Linked DNA regions of Muntiacus reevesi: region 1 is linked to region 2. A link is a contact called in public Hi-C data. All regions are on one chromosome and are shown on one strand. Each heading gives the region's core, a stretch centred on a gene start, on an enhancer-like site or on the middle of the called end of the contact. The rest is flanking DNA. Distances are from core to core; before and after follow the strand shown. Region 1 holds the start of NUDT3 (nudix hydrolase 3). Region 2 holds the start of SMIM29 (small integral membrane protein 29).

Region 1 (6,367 bases), core at 1,249-3,748, 130 kb before region 2:
TGCCACAAACTACTGAACCTATACACCACAATGAGAAGCCCACATGTTACCTGAGGCACCCAAATAAATAAATATTTAAAAAATAAATTAGAGACATAATGGCAGAGGAGGAAGCTAGAAAGACAACCAAAATGACCAGGATTTGGGGAATTCTGTCATGTGAAGATTAACTACAACTAACTGAAATTCATATCTTCTGTGTCCAGGGCTTAGTGAAATGCCAATAACATTACAGGCATACCTTGGAGATATTGCTGGTTCAGCTCCAGGCCATTCAATAAAGCAATTTTTCAAGATTGCAAATATTGCAAAATTCACAGGAACTTTTGTTTTCCTAGGGCAAATGTTTATACTATAGTGTAATCTATTAAGTGTGTAATAGCATTATGTCTAAAAAACAATGCATATACCTTAATTTAAAGGTACTTCATGGGCTTCCCTGGTGGCCCAGTGGTTAAGAATCCACCTTGCAATGCAAGGGACATCGACCAGGTTCGATCCCTCCTCCAGGAAGATCCCACATGCCATAGGGTAACTAAGCCCGTGAACCACAACTACTGAGCCTCAGCTCTAGAGCCTGTGCTGTGCAACAAGAAAAAGTGAAAGTCGCTCAGTCATGTCTGATTCTTTGTGACCCCATGGACTATACAGTCCATGGAATTCTCCAGGCCAGAAAACTGGAGTGAGTAGCCATTGTCTTCTCCAGGGGATCTTCCCAACCCAAGGATCAAACTCAGGTCTCCCACATTGCGGGCAGATTCTTTACCATCTGAGCCACCAGACAAGCACTGTGCTCTGCAACAGGAGAAGCCACTGGAATAAGAAGCCCAGACACCGCAGCATGAGAGTAGCCCCTGCTCACTGCAACTGGAGAGCCTGTGAGCAGCAATGAAGACCCAATGCAACCAAAAAAAAGAAAAACCTTATTACTAAAAAATGCAAACCATCATCTGAGCCTTCAGCAAGTTATGACAGTAACTTCAAAGATCATTGATCATAGTATAATGAAAAGCTTGCAGTATTTTAAGAATTACCAAAATGTGACACAGAGACAAGTGAGCAAATACTGTTGGAAAAAAGTTGCTCAATGCAGGATTGCCAAAGTCCATCAATTTGTAAAAAGACAAAAACAAAGTAAAAGAAATCGAGGTATGTTTGTAGTTACAATGTATTGTGTGACTACTATGTGCCAGGTGTCAAATGCATTTATTTCTGTTTTAGAGGGGTAAAAATTATGTAAATGAATTCCAACTTAGGTTTGTTTGGCTTCAAATCCTGATCTTTTTGGACTATGCTGCTGCTGCTGCTAAGTCACGTCAGTCGGGTCCGACTCTGTGCGACCCCATTGACGGCAGTCCACCAGGCTCCTGTCCCTGGGATTCTCCAGGCAAAAACACTGGAGTGGGTTGCCATTTCCTTCTCCAGTGCATGAAAGTGAAAAGTGAAAGTGAAGTCGCTCAATCGTGTCTTCAAATCCTGATGGTGGCTTCAAATCCTGATCTTTTTGGACTATGCTGCTGCTGCTGCTAAGTCACGTCAGTCATGTCCGACTCTTCGAGACCCCATGGATTGCAGCCTACCAGGATCCTCCGTCCATGGGATTTCCCAGGCAAGAGTACTGGAGTGGGTTACCACTGCCTTCTCCGTTGGACTATGCTAAATACACACAAATTAAAAAAAAAGGGAGGGGGGGAGGGGGGTAATAAGCAATTCACAAACAAATCCCGCACAGGATTTTCAGAACCTCCGGGGCATCCACATGGACTACTTTCGGTGTGGGCTATTAAGAACTTTCACAAGTCACACTCCTTTTATCTTGCTGGAGGGTGTCTGGCTGTATGTCTTTCCCTGGAGAATCTATTTGACACCCACAATATATCTTCCTCTTTTACAGCCCAAATGATGATGCCTTATGATTTTCACACTGTCTTTCTCACTCCTTTCTGACCCTCCTGTATAGCTAAAGAGGAAGCATTTGCCTTTTTGCACGATAAAGAGATGTAAGATAAAACATCTGTCCTTTCAATGAACTACAACGACCCAGCGCATAGACTGTCAGAGATCTTGGATGTCAATGCAATGTGCACCACCTTTTGCTTCGTTTCTGTGCAGTGCTTAATCCCAGGCGTCTCGGGTTGCACGCTCCATTGCGTTTAACTGCATCCTATTTTCTACCTCTAGACCTTCCGTCTCACCCGCTCCCTGATGGATGGGCAAGGCCAAAGACCATGCGGCGTGACCTTGGGCAAATTCTTGCTTCCGCCTCTTTAGCTGAGCGGGGCAGTCCAGCACCCGCACCTTTTCCCCCTCCGCTTCCTCGCAGAGCGGCTCCCAGTCTCCGCCCTTACGCTACTGGCGTAGTGGCCGCGTCCAGCCGCGACGCCCTCTCATCCCAGACGCTCCTTTACGCCGCGCGGACTGGGAGGGCGCGATTCCCGAACGCGGCCGGCGCTACGAGCGCGCGGTCGTCCCGCAGGCCGGCGCGGCCTTACGCCGCTGACGCAGCGCGCCCAAGATGGCGGCACGGTCGTCGTCGGGGGTGGCGGCGGCAGAGGGGGCGGCGGCCGCGGCGGCGGCGACGGCAGCCGTGACGGCGGCGGCGGAGCGGGGCCTCGGCCGGGGGGAATGAGGCGGCCGCGGCGAGCCAGCGGCGGAGCCGTGTAGCGGAGTAGCGGCTCCCCCTCCCTGCTTCCCTTGGCTGAGCCGGGGGCGCGCGCGTGCGCGCGCGGCCGTCCGGAGCGGGCTCCCCACCCTCGACTCCCGAGACCCGCGCCGCACCCCCCAACCTGGGCCCGGAGGATGATGAAGCTCAAGTCGAACCAGACCCGCACCTATGACGGCGACGGCTACAAGAAGCGGGCCGCGTGCCTGTGTTTCCGCAGCGAAAGTGAGGAGGAGGTGAGGCGCGGGGCCGGCCGGGGGTCTCCGGGGTCGGTGGTCACCTCGGACTGAGGCGCGGGGCTGGGGGAGGCGGGAGGCGCGGCCCGGGCCCGGCCGCTCGGTTCGGCCCGAATGAAGTTCCGACGGAATTTCCTGAGGCGAGGGCGAGGGGGAAAGGGACGAGGACGGTGGGCGGAGGGGAAGTGGGTCTGAGGTTCAGGCCGATGGGGACGGCAGCTCGCGGCCGGGGCACTCGCGAGCGGGCCTCCTGTCACTGAGGAGAGAGGGGCGGCGGGCCGAAGGCGGTGGCCGCGGAGAGCGCGCGGCGTTCGGGCCGGGCCTGCGGCTTGGGGTCCGGGGAGGGCAGCCCCGCGCTTGTGTCAGGCCAGCCCGGCACATGTGTGTGTGCAGGAGCCGCCGTGCACGCGGCGCGGGGCCGGCCCTTTGTGGCGGAGAAAGCATCCACTTCATTGGCAGGTTCGGGGTTTGCCGAGGGATTATGTACGTCTGGGAGCCCGAGGCGGTGGGGGGAGCCTTAGGAAGATTTAGGGCGTTGTGTAAAAGCCAAAGCCAGTTGTTTGTTTTCCACTGCGCTGGGTAGTCCATATGGTGTAAGCCTGAGAAGAAAGGACAATTTGATAAGATAATCTTTTTGGGTTGAAAATTTTTTCATTTTAATTGGGAAAGCCAAAATCGGTCTTTTAAGATTCTTTGCTCCGACATTCCTCCATTGCCCTAGGAAGATCTTTAGGATTAAATTTGCTTGCAAAATAGAAATGCTTAGAATCTGCACAGGGTACTTAAAAAAAAAAAAATCTCTAAACTCCTCAAAGCCGTTTCTCTGGTGATAAAGGGAATTCAGAGAAGGCGAATGCTTTTTTTTTTGTAAATCCTCAAAGAATAGCTGCTTTGGAAATTCATAAGATGCTTGTGGGAACGCGTTCCTCTCGTGTGTATGGTGATAAAATGGCAGTTAAACTGGGAACAATGAAGGACAGTGAAATTCAATATGCTGTATTCCAGCATTCAGCAGTGGGCTATCGTGGCAGGGCTGCAAGTACAGTACATCGTGTTGAAATGGAGAGAAAAGAACTTGACCCGTTAGTTATGAAAAGAAGCTGTGATGAAAGACAGATGGGTTGCCAGAAGTTGCTGTCCAAAGATATTTAGGAGGAAGTGGAAATTTATTGCCTGGGAAAAAAAAGTTGATAAAAGCACTGTAATTGTACTGTTGAGAGATTTTGTGTGTTCCTTTCAGTGAAACAGTAGGAAACTAGATTTGGAAATGTATACTTTGTGTCCAAGAATATATTGTAAAAGTCCTCAAAACAGATGGATTGTAATAACTGCTAGGCAGTGCCTTGCTGTAAATTGTGTACTGTTTTGGAATACATACTTGCATAAAGTAAAATGGTGATGTTTACTGCCCCAGAGGCTTTGTTCTCCCCATTATCATGTCGTATTATGGGAAATCAGATGGGATCACAGGCTGTTAATTGGAGGGAAAACTAGTTAGCATAATAACATGTCTTACTGCAGTAATATGGTTAAATCTGTGGGAACCCCAATTATAAGTAGAAGGGTATATAATTGTATGAATGATGCAAGACTTAACATGTTAAATAAATCATACTAGGAGTTGAGAACATGTGAATATTTTGGATAAATTGGAAACCCTTTATGGATCATAAGCAAAGTAATGAAGACTTGATTTTGTATTTCCTGTTGAAGGTTTATTATATATTGGTACAAGCAGCATTGATGTTAAAACATTTGACTGATCATGAAGTTTCCTCTACTGAATTTCTTTTTGAACATTGGTTAATGAGCAGAAGATTCATGCAAATCTTTAATTACAGATTCAGTAGATAATACAGCTAAAGCCTAGGAAGAATAAAATTAATGAAATGGGTGTATTTTAGATTTGTTTAAACTTACATGTGTTAAGAGCCTTCTATATTGGTGCAGCATTCTGTAACATGGGATTTAAAGATAAACATCCCTCCTTGTCCCAAAAAGTTGAGTGGTTTTTTATTGGAACCCTTAATTGGGAGGGATTTTGGACCACAGAATAATCTCTAGGGTGCCATTCAATTCTCAGATTATATAATTGTGTTGGAAGGAAAGTAATTTGTTAGTTCCAGGAGAACTTTTATGTTCTCAATAGTAGTGCCAGAAACTGGAAGCGTTAGCTGCCATGCATTGCGGGAATGTGAAATTCAAACTCAATAGGATATTCAACCCAATTTTATTTTTTAATGAGCACTAATAGCTTTAATCAAGATAGAATAATTTACAGAATACTGTCAATATTAGCATTAAAACAATATTAATGTGAGTATGAATAGGACCCTGATTTATAAATTTAGTTAACCAGTGTCAGGAAGCATACTTAAAATGTAAAGAAAAAGAGATGGAAAATATTAGCAGATAATAGACCATGAGTCAAACCTTCTAGCATTCCATTTTTCCAGCCCCAGAAAATTTTATTTATAGGCCAGCAGTGATAGCAGCTGAGATACTGATCCAGGTTGGGGTGTGTGAACATATTCAGCAAGTTTACTGAGCAGCTTTATTGAGCACTCATCAAATGTCAGGTTCTGTGATACAGTTACAAAGGAGACAGGCAGGCAGGAAGCCTAGAGGGGCAGACTCAACAACATGATGAAAATGAGTTCTCTTTCCTTCAAATCTCTGTTTGCTTTTCCTGTTGATAAACAAGCATCAATAGCAGGAAAGTTCCCTTCCTTAGATGTTTTGCTAATTATGGTGACATTCTGATAAATTAAGACCTTTAGGTTGGGGCGTTGGTGATGATTAGCGTTTCTTACAGTGAACCTGGTGTAAGTGGACAGTCTCTTGCCCAACCTCTGCTGTAACCACTTGGTACACTTGCCTCTACTCTGTGAGGGGCTGGTCCTGACAGGTTCCAGACCATGTGCCTCCCAACCAGTTGTATTGATCCCTGTATTTGTTTATGTTTTTTGTAATATATTCATTGTATTTATCTCTACATCTGTGTGTATTTGTTGTAATACACTGAAAATTGTAATTATGCAGTGTAATTAAATATGACGTCAGTTGGTGAAATTTGAGTTCAAAAAGAATGGTTTTGTGAAAAATATTTCAAATGCTTTGGAATGATCCAATAATTTCAAGTTATTAAAAAAAAATTGCTCGATTAATATGGATTCGAAAACTAAAAAAGATGGAGAAGAAGTCTTAAAAGTCTAGATGGACTCTGCATATAGATCACTTCATGAATATTTTCAGGTTTTTGTTTTTCTTCTTAAAAAACTGAAGATTACAGGTCACACATGGTGGGCATAGTGTATGAAAGACAACTTGCATTTCAACAGTAGACCCACAGTCAAGATATGGACTGACTACATCATGACTGACAAAGATTAGCAAATAAATATACTTTATTTGTTTACTTACTTATTTAAGCTGTGCAGCATGGTGGATTCTTAGTTCCCTGACCTGG
Region 2 (5,714 bases), core at 3,200-5,699:
ATTCTATATCCATAAAAACTGTTAAGGAGAAGTTCAGACATTCCTGGATAAAAAAAGCTATTGTTGTTAGTAGACCTGCCCTACAAGAAATATTGTGCATATATGCTCAGTCACGTCTGACTCTGTGACCCTGTGGACTGTAGCCCACCAGGCACCTCTGTCCATGGGATTCCACTGGAGTGGGTTACTATTTCCTCCTCCAGGGGATCTTGGTGTCCCAGGGATTGAACTGGCGTCTCCTGCATTGGCAGGCAGATTCTTCCACCAATAAGCCACCTGGGAAGCCCGAGGGGAGTCATTCTGACTAAAACCAAAAGTCACTGGATAACTCAAAGTCATATAAAGAAAAAAAGTTCACTGATAAAGGTAACTACAAAGTAAAATAAAAGCTAGTATTATTGTATTTTGGGTATGTAATGCCTCTTTAATTCATTTATGGTTTAAAAGATAGATGCATAAAACCATAATTATGAATGTGTTAATATGCATGCAATATATACAGATGTATCTGTAACAATACCAACTTAAAGGGGGATGTGGAATTGAATAGGAGGAGTTAATGTATTGCATTGAAGTTAAGATGGTATAAATTCAACCTAAAGTCCTATACATTTATCTATCTCTTAAGTGTGCTTTGATAATTTGTCTTTGTTTCCATGTATTTTCCATTTCAGCTAAGTTACTGAATTTATTTGCAAAATGTTGTTCCCAATATTCCTTTATTATTCTTTTATGATCTGTAGAATCTGTTGTGATGTAGAATCTTTCATTCCTAATACTGGTGATTTGTATTTTCTTTTTTCCTGACCAATCTGGCTAGAGGTTTATCAATCTTGTTGATTTTCTCAAGAAGCAGCTTTCAGTTTCATCGATTCTCTGTTTTTCTGTTTTCTATTTAATGGATTTCTGCACTGCTGCTGCTGCTAAGTCGCTTCAGTCGTATCCGACTCTGTGCGGCCCCATAGATGGCAGCCCACCAGACTCCCCCGTCCCTGGGATTCTCCAGGCAAGAACAGTGGAGTGGGTTACCATTTCCTTCTCCAATGCATGAAAGTGAAAAGTGAAAGTGAAGTCGCTCAGTTGTGTCCGACTCTTAGCGACTCCATGGACTGCAGCCCACCAGGCTCCACCGTCCATGGGGGTTTCCAGGCAAGAGTACTGGAGTGGGGTGCCATTGCCTTCTCCAGGATTTCTGCACTGATCTTTGTTATTTTCTTCTGTATACTTTGGTTTCAGGTGGAAGCTGAGGTCATTGACATCTTTTTTTAAATAGATATTTAGTGCTAGAGATTTCTGTCTCTAATAGAGATGTCCCACAAATTCTGATACATTGCATTTCCATTTAGCTCAAAATAGTTCCTAATTATTCTTTGATCCAGAGGTGTGCTATTCATTTTCTAAGTATTTATGAATTTTACAAGGGTCTTTTTGTTAACGATTTCTAATATAATTCCACTGTGATCAGAAAACATATTTTGTATGACTTGAATCCTTTTTATCGAGACTTGTTTTATGGCCAAGAATATGATCTTAAGACTATGTATCCTCCTGGTGTTACGTGGAATAGTCTGTAAATGTCAATATTCTATAAATGTCAAGTTGGTTGATAGTGTTGTTCCAGTTTAATTCTGGCTGATTATTTTTCTGCTTGTTTTATCAATTATTCACAGTAGTATTGAAATCTTTGACTAAAACTGTGATTGTTTTTTCTTACAGTTGTATCCATTTAAAAAAATTTTTTTTTCATTTATTTTTATTAGTTGGAGGCTAATTACTTCACAACATTGCAGTGGGTTTTGTCATACATTGACATGAATCAGCCATGGAGTTACATGTATTCCCCATCCCGATCCCCCCTCCCACCTCCCTCTCCACCTGATTCCTCTGGGTTGTCCATTTTTGTTTCATGTATTTTGAAGCTGTCTTAGTGGGCACGTGAACATTTAGAATTGGTCTATCCTCAGTTAATCGTGTCATTATGAATTGACCTTTTTTTAATCTCTGGTAATATTTTCTGCTCTGCAATCAAATTTATCTGATTTTATTACCGCCCTCCCAGCTTTCTTTCGACAACCATAAACAAGGTGTGTCTTTTCACTTTTATCCTGTTAAGAGTCTTTGTAGTCAAAATACATTTCTTATGGGCAGCATATAATTGGGTCTAACTTTTTAATCCATTCTGACAATCTCAGCCTTTTCATTGGGTTGGTCATTTTATTATTTTTTGGCTATTTGTGGCATGCAGGATATTAGTTCCTTGACCAGGGGTCAAGCTCATGTCCCCTGGGGTGGAAGTGGGGAGTTTAAATCACTGGATCACCAAGGAAGTACCTTAACTGTGCTGTTTAGACCATTTACCTTTACTGTGATGACAGAGTTAGGTTTCAGTTTATCATCCTATTTGTTTTCTGGTTCTCTCATCTGCTCTTTGTTACCCTTTCCTCTTTTTCTGCCTTCTTTTGGATTACTTGAGAATTTTTACTTGTATTTTATCTGTTTTTTTGGCTTATTAACTTATTAATATTAATAAAAATGATTAATTTTATGGTTTACATTATATGGATTTAACCCACCACAGTTCATCTCATCACAGGAACAAACCAGGCCTCACACGCAATCCCAGAGCAGCTGCCAGCACAGAGCTGTCCAGGAAGAGGGCCCCCCACTGGGGCCCACTCTGCTTTCCCCTTGAGGATCACACCAAGGGCATTGGGAGGTCATCACACCACGCAGAACCTCGGCTTGCTCCTTTGTAAACTGAGGTCATCCCACCTGCCCTGCCTACCTTGGAATGGTGTTCTGTCCTAGGAATAAAGACCCCATGCCTTTCCACACACTAGTCTAGCTAATGCAACCACTAGGGCTGCTCCTAGGACCACTAGACTCTCAAGATGTGTGGTTGGAAATACTGAGAATGGGAACAAAGGTTGAGTGTGTGGGCAGCCAAGGGCCCCTGGGCTCTAAAACCTACTGCTTGATCCCTACTTCCCTGGAAGGTGGGGGAGGCCCTGCCTGGGGAGGTGGCCTCCTCCCTCTGCCCTCCTAACAGAAGCCTGATGGGCAGTCTCCCTACTCTCCAGACCCAAAACCCGGAGAATACCAGGAAATTTGCCTGGAGGTTTCAGACCCAAGCTTTTCTCTCATTCTTTCCCTTTATCTGATTCTCCATCACAGTCAGATGGTGGTATCTGGAGGCAAGAGGCGAGTTTCCACCTGTCTTCTGGTTCCTAATCTGGTCATCTCTGCACCAGATCTGCTCTCATCTAACCACTTCTGGAAGGACTTGAGAAGACTGAGGCCTGACCAGACCAAGTAGCTCAACCACATCTGGGCCATTGGCTGTCTCTGGCAAGAACAGGGTGACCCAGGGAATTCCCTGGCAGTCCAGTGGTTAGGACTCTCTGCTTCCACAGCCAGCGGCACAGGTTCCATCACTGGTGGAGGAACTAAGACCCTGTGTGCATCCTCCGACTGTCAAAAAAAGAATAGGGGGAGGCACACCGCCCTGAGGACCTAGGAGGATCTCAACCTAGTTCAGCTGCCACAACTTTTATGTTCTGGGTGTTTTCTATTACCCGCCAATCTAGAGTTTTCCCAATTGCATGTGATTCTGATGAGGGAGAGAACTGTAGGTTTACCTACGGTTGTAAGAAATAATGGAGATAGAGCCCTTCTACACTTGGCCTAGCTTCCCCCAATGCTAACTTTTGCAAAACTATAACATCACCATTAGGATACTGACATTGCTAAAATCCACCGATATTACTCAAATTTCCCCAGTTAAGTGTGTGACATTTTAATGATCAGCCCACGGAAGCTTCGACCTAATCTTAACCTACTTGGCAAACCTATTGTGACGCAGAGGGACATCACCCCACTGGTCTTTTGTGTGTGTGTGTGCCCCAGAAAACCGGAAAGAGGTTAACAGGGAAATTTAAAAATTCAGGGCATGCTATGTGTGTGCTAGGCTCCACTCATGTCATCGTTTGCTGCTTGCAGCAGCCTGTTTTACCAACACGAAGAGTAATAAGTAAGGCGCAAGGAGGGAGGGTGGCTGGGCGCGAGGTTCGAGGCCGGGCAGGGGCTAACCTAGGCCCACCTACACACTCCGAGCTCAGCACAGACGGGCAGTCACGCCGCGAGGAGACCTAGAGGGCTCCACAGACATTAACGGAGGCCCCACGGGGCCTGCGATGCACATTAGAGCAGCAGCCAGCTCCGATCATCAGGGCGAGGGGCGCGCGCGCCACGCCCCGGGCCTGCACGAGAGCTTCGGAGCGCGGCCGCCCCGGGGCCGCCCCGCGGGACGCCGGGAAGCCGCGCGCCCCGCCCCGCCCCGCGCCGCCGCGCAGCCCGCGGCTGCCCCCTGCCGCCGCGGCGTGGGCGCTGCAGCCCCGGCTGTCTCCGCCTCCGGATTGGCGGCTCCGGCAGTCTCCGGGGCCGGCTGCCTGCGGCCATCGGATTGGCTGCACCCCGATACCGCGGCCCCGCCCGTTTCCCCGGGTCCTTTGATCACGCGCCTGCTGGCTCTTCCGGGGCCCGGGAGCCAAACGAGGGCGTTCCTTTCCGGGCTGCAGCGGCGGGAGGTAAGGCATGGCCGGGTTGCATGGGCTGTAGAGCGCCGGTACAAGTCCACGCCTCGGGGTGTCGGGATTCCAGGATACTCGGGTCGCTCTGCGGCCCCCTCACGTTTTCCTCCCCTGGCCTGAGCCTCCCAGCGCCATGGGAACTACCTCCCGCTCTCCCTTGCTGGTCCGCATCCTAGGGTCGGCCTGTCACCCTCCCTACCTCGGAATGTCCCCTCGACCACGGGACGGGCGTGCGACTGGGAGAGTCCGGAGCCCCCATGGGCACCGAGACAGGCGGCTCAGCCCTTAACCTCCGATGGAAACCCAGGCGAGCCGGGGTCACGGACCTCGGGGCATCTGCGTGCAGCCACCCGTGAAGAATCTCCTTGCATCTGTCATGGGAGCTGACCCTCTCCACTTCCGCCTGTCATCCCAGACCAGGAGGGGAGGGACCCGGGCGGAGCCCCGAGTGAGGACCAGGGGGAGGTGACATCACCTCGCAGATGCAGCGCAGCCCTGCCCACTGGTGTCCACCCTAGCACAAGACCAATGAGGGAGACGGTGCCCAGGTTCTATGTCTGGAGTGACACCAGGGACAACGAAGGCCTGGGACCTATAACCTGAAGTGTGGGCACTGGACTAGACTCGAGGCTGGGGTGGGGGGGGGGGGGAGATGCTCCTGCCTCACCCCTTGGCTGCAGTGAGGACTCCGTATTTTAACCTAATCTCTCCATTTTGCTTCAGTGGATAGCTTCTGGCAGCCCAGTGCTTCAGGAGGAGGGGGCAGGAGCTGGGGACCTCCACCTAACCTTCCTTCAGTAACTAGTATCTGCAAATGTTTGGCCAGCACCAGCACCTGAGGGCAGCACTCGGCCCTGGGTCTGGCCTCCCCTCCGTGCCCTTCACCCCCAGGATTTGCTGAGAGTCACTGGAGGGTTCAGCCCAGCACACTGACCTGGAAGGCGCCCCCCTCCCCTTTCCGGACCTGACCTTAGTTTTCATGTATTATTACTATCTCAGGGAGGGATCCAGAGCCTGGCTGTCACCCTGGGTGGAATTGACAACCTCCTTCCCCCTCTTTGGGCTTCCCTCATAGCTCAGTTGGTAAAGAAACTGCCCGCAATGCGGGAGACCTGGGTTTGATCC

Evidence for each region. Hi-C and Micro-C count contacts between places; a contact is called where the count stands out from the background.
Region 1: a Hi-C map of blood shows a contact between it and region 2, with 3 times the contacts expected there. The contact joins the promoter of NUDT3 here to the promoter of SMIM29 in region 2. A contact is called at or near these places in 2 of 3 Hi-C or Micro-C datasets (blood and muscle).

What each region holds. Positions count from the first base shown.
Region 1 is chr20:10,541,095-10,547,461 of mMunRee1.1, reverse strand. NUDT3 (nudix hydrolase 3) reads left to right here and starts at 2,498. Exons shown (of 5, transcript XM_065913067.1): 1 at 2,498-2,898. The coding sequence starts at 2,800.
Region 2 is chr20:10,409,162-10,414,875 of mMunRee1.1, reverse strand. It overlaps SMIM29 (small integral membrane protein 29), which reads left to right and starts at 4,449. Exons shown (of 5, transcript XM_065912110.1): 1 at 4,449-4,586.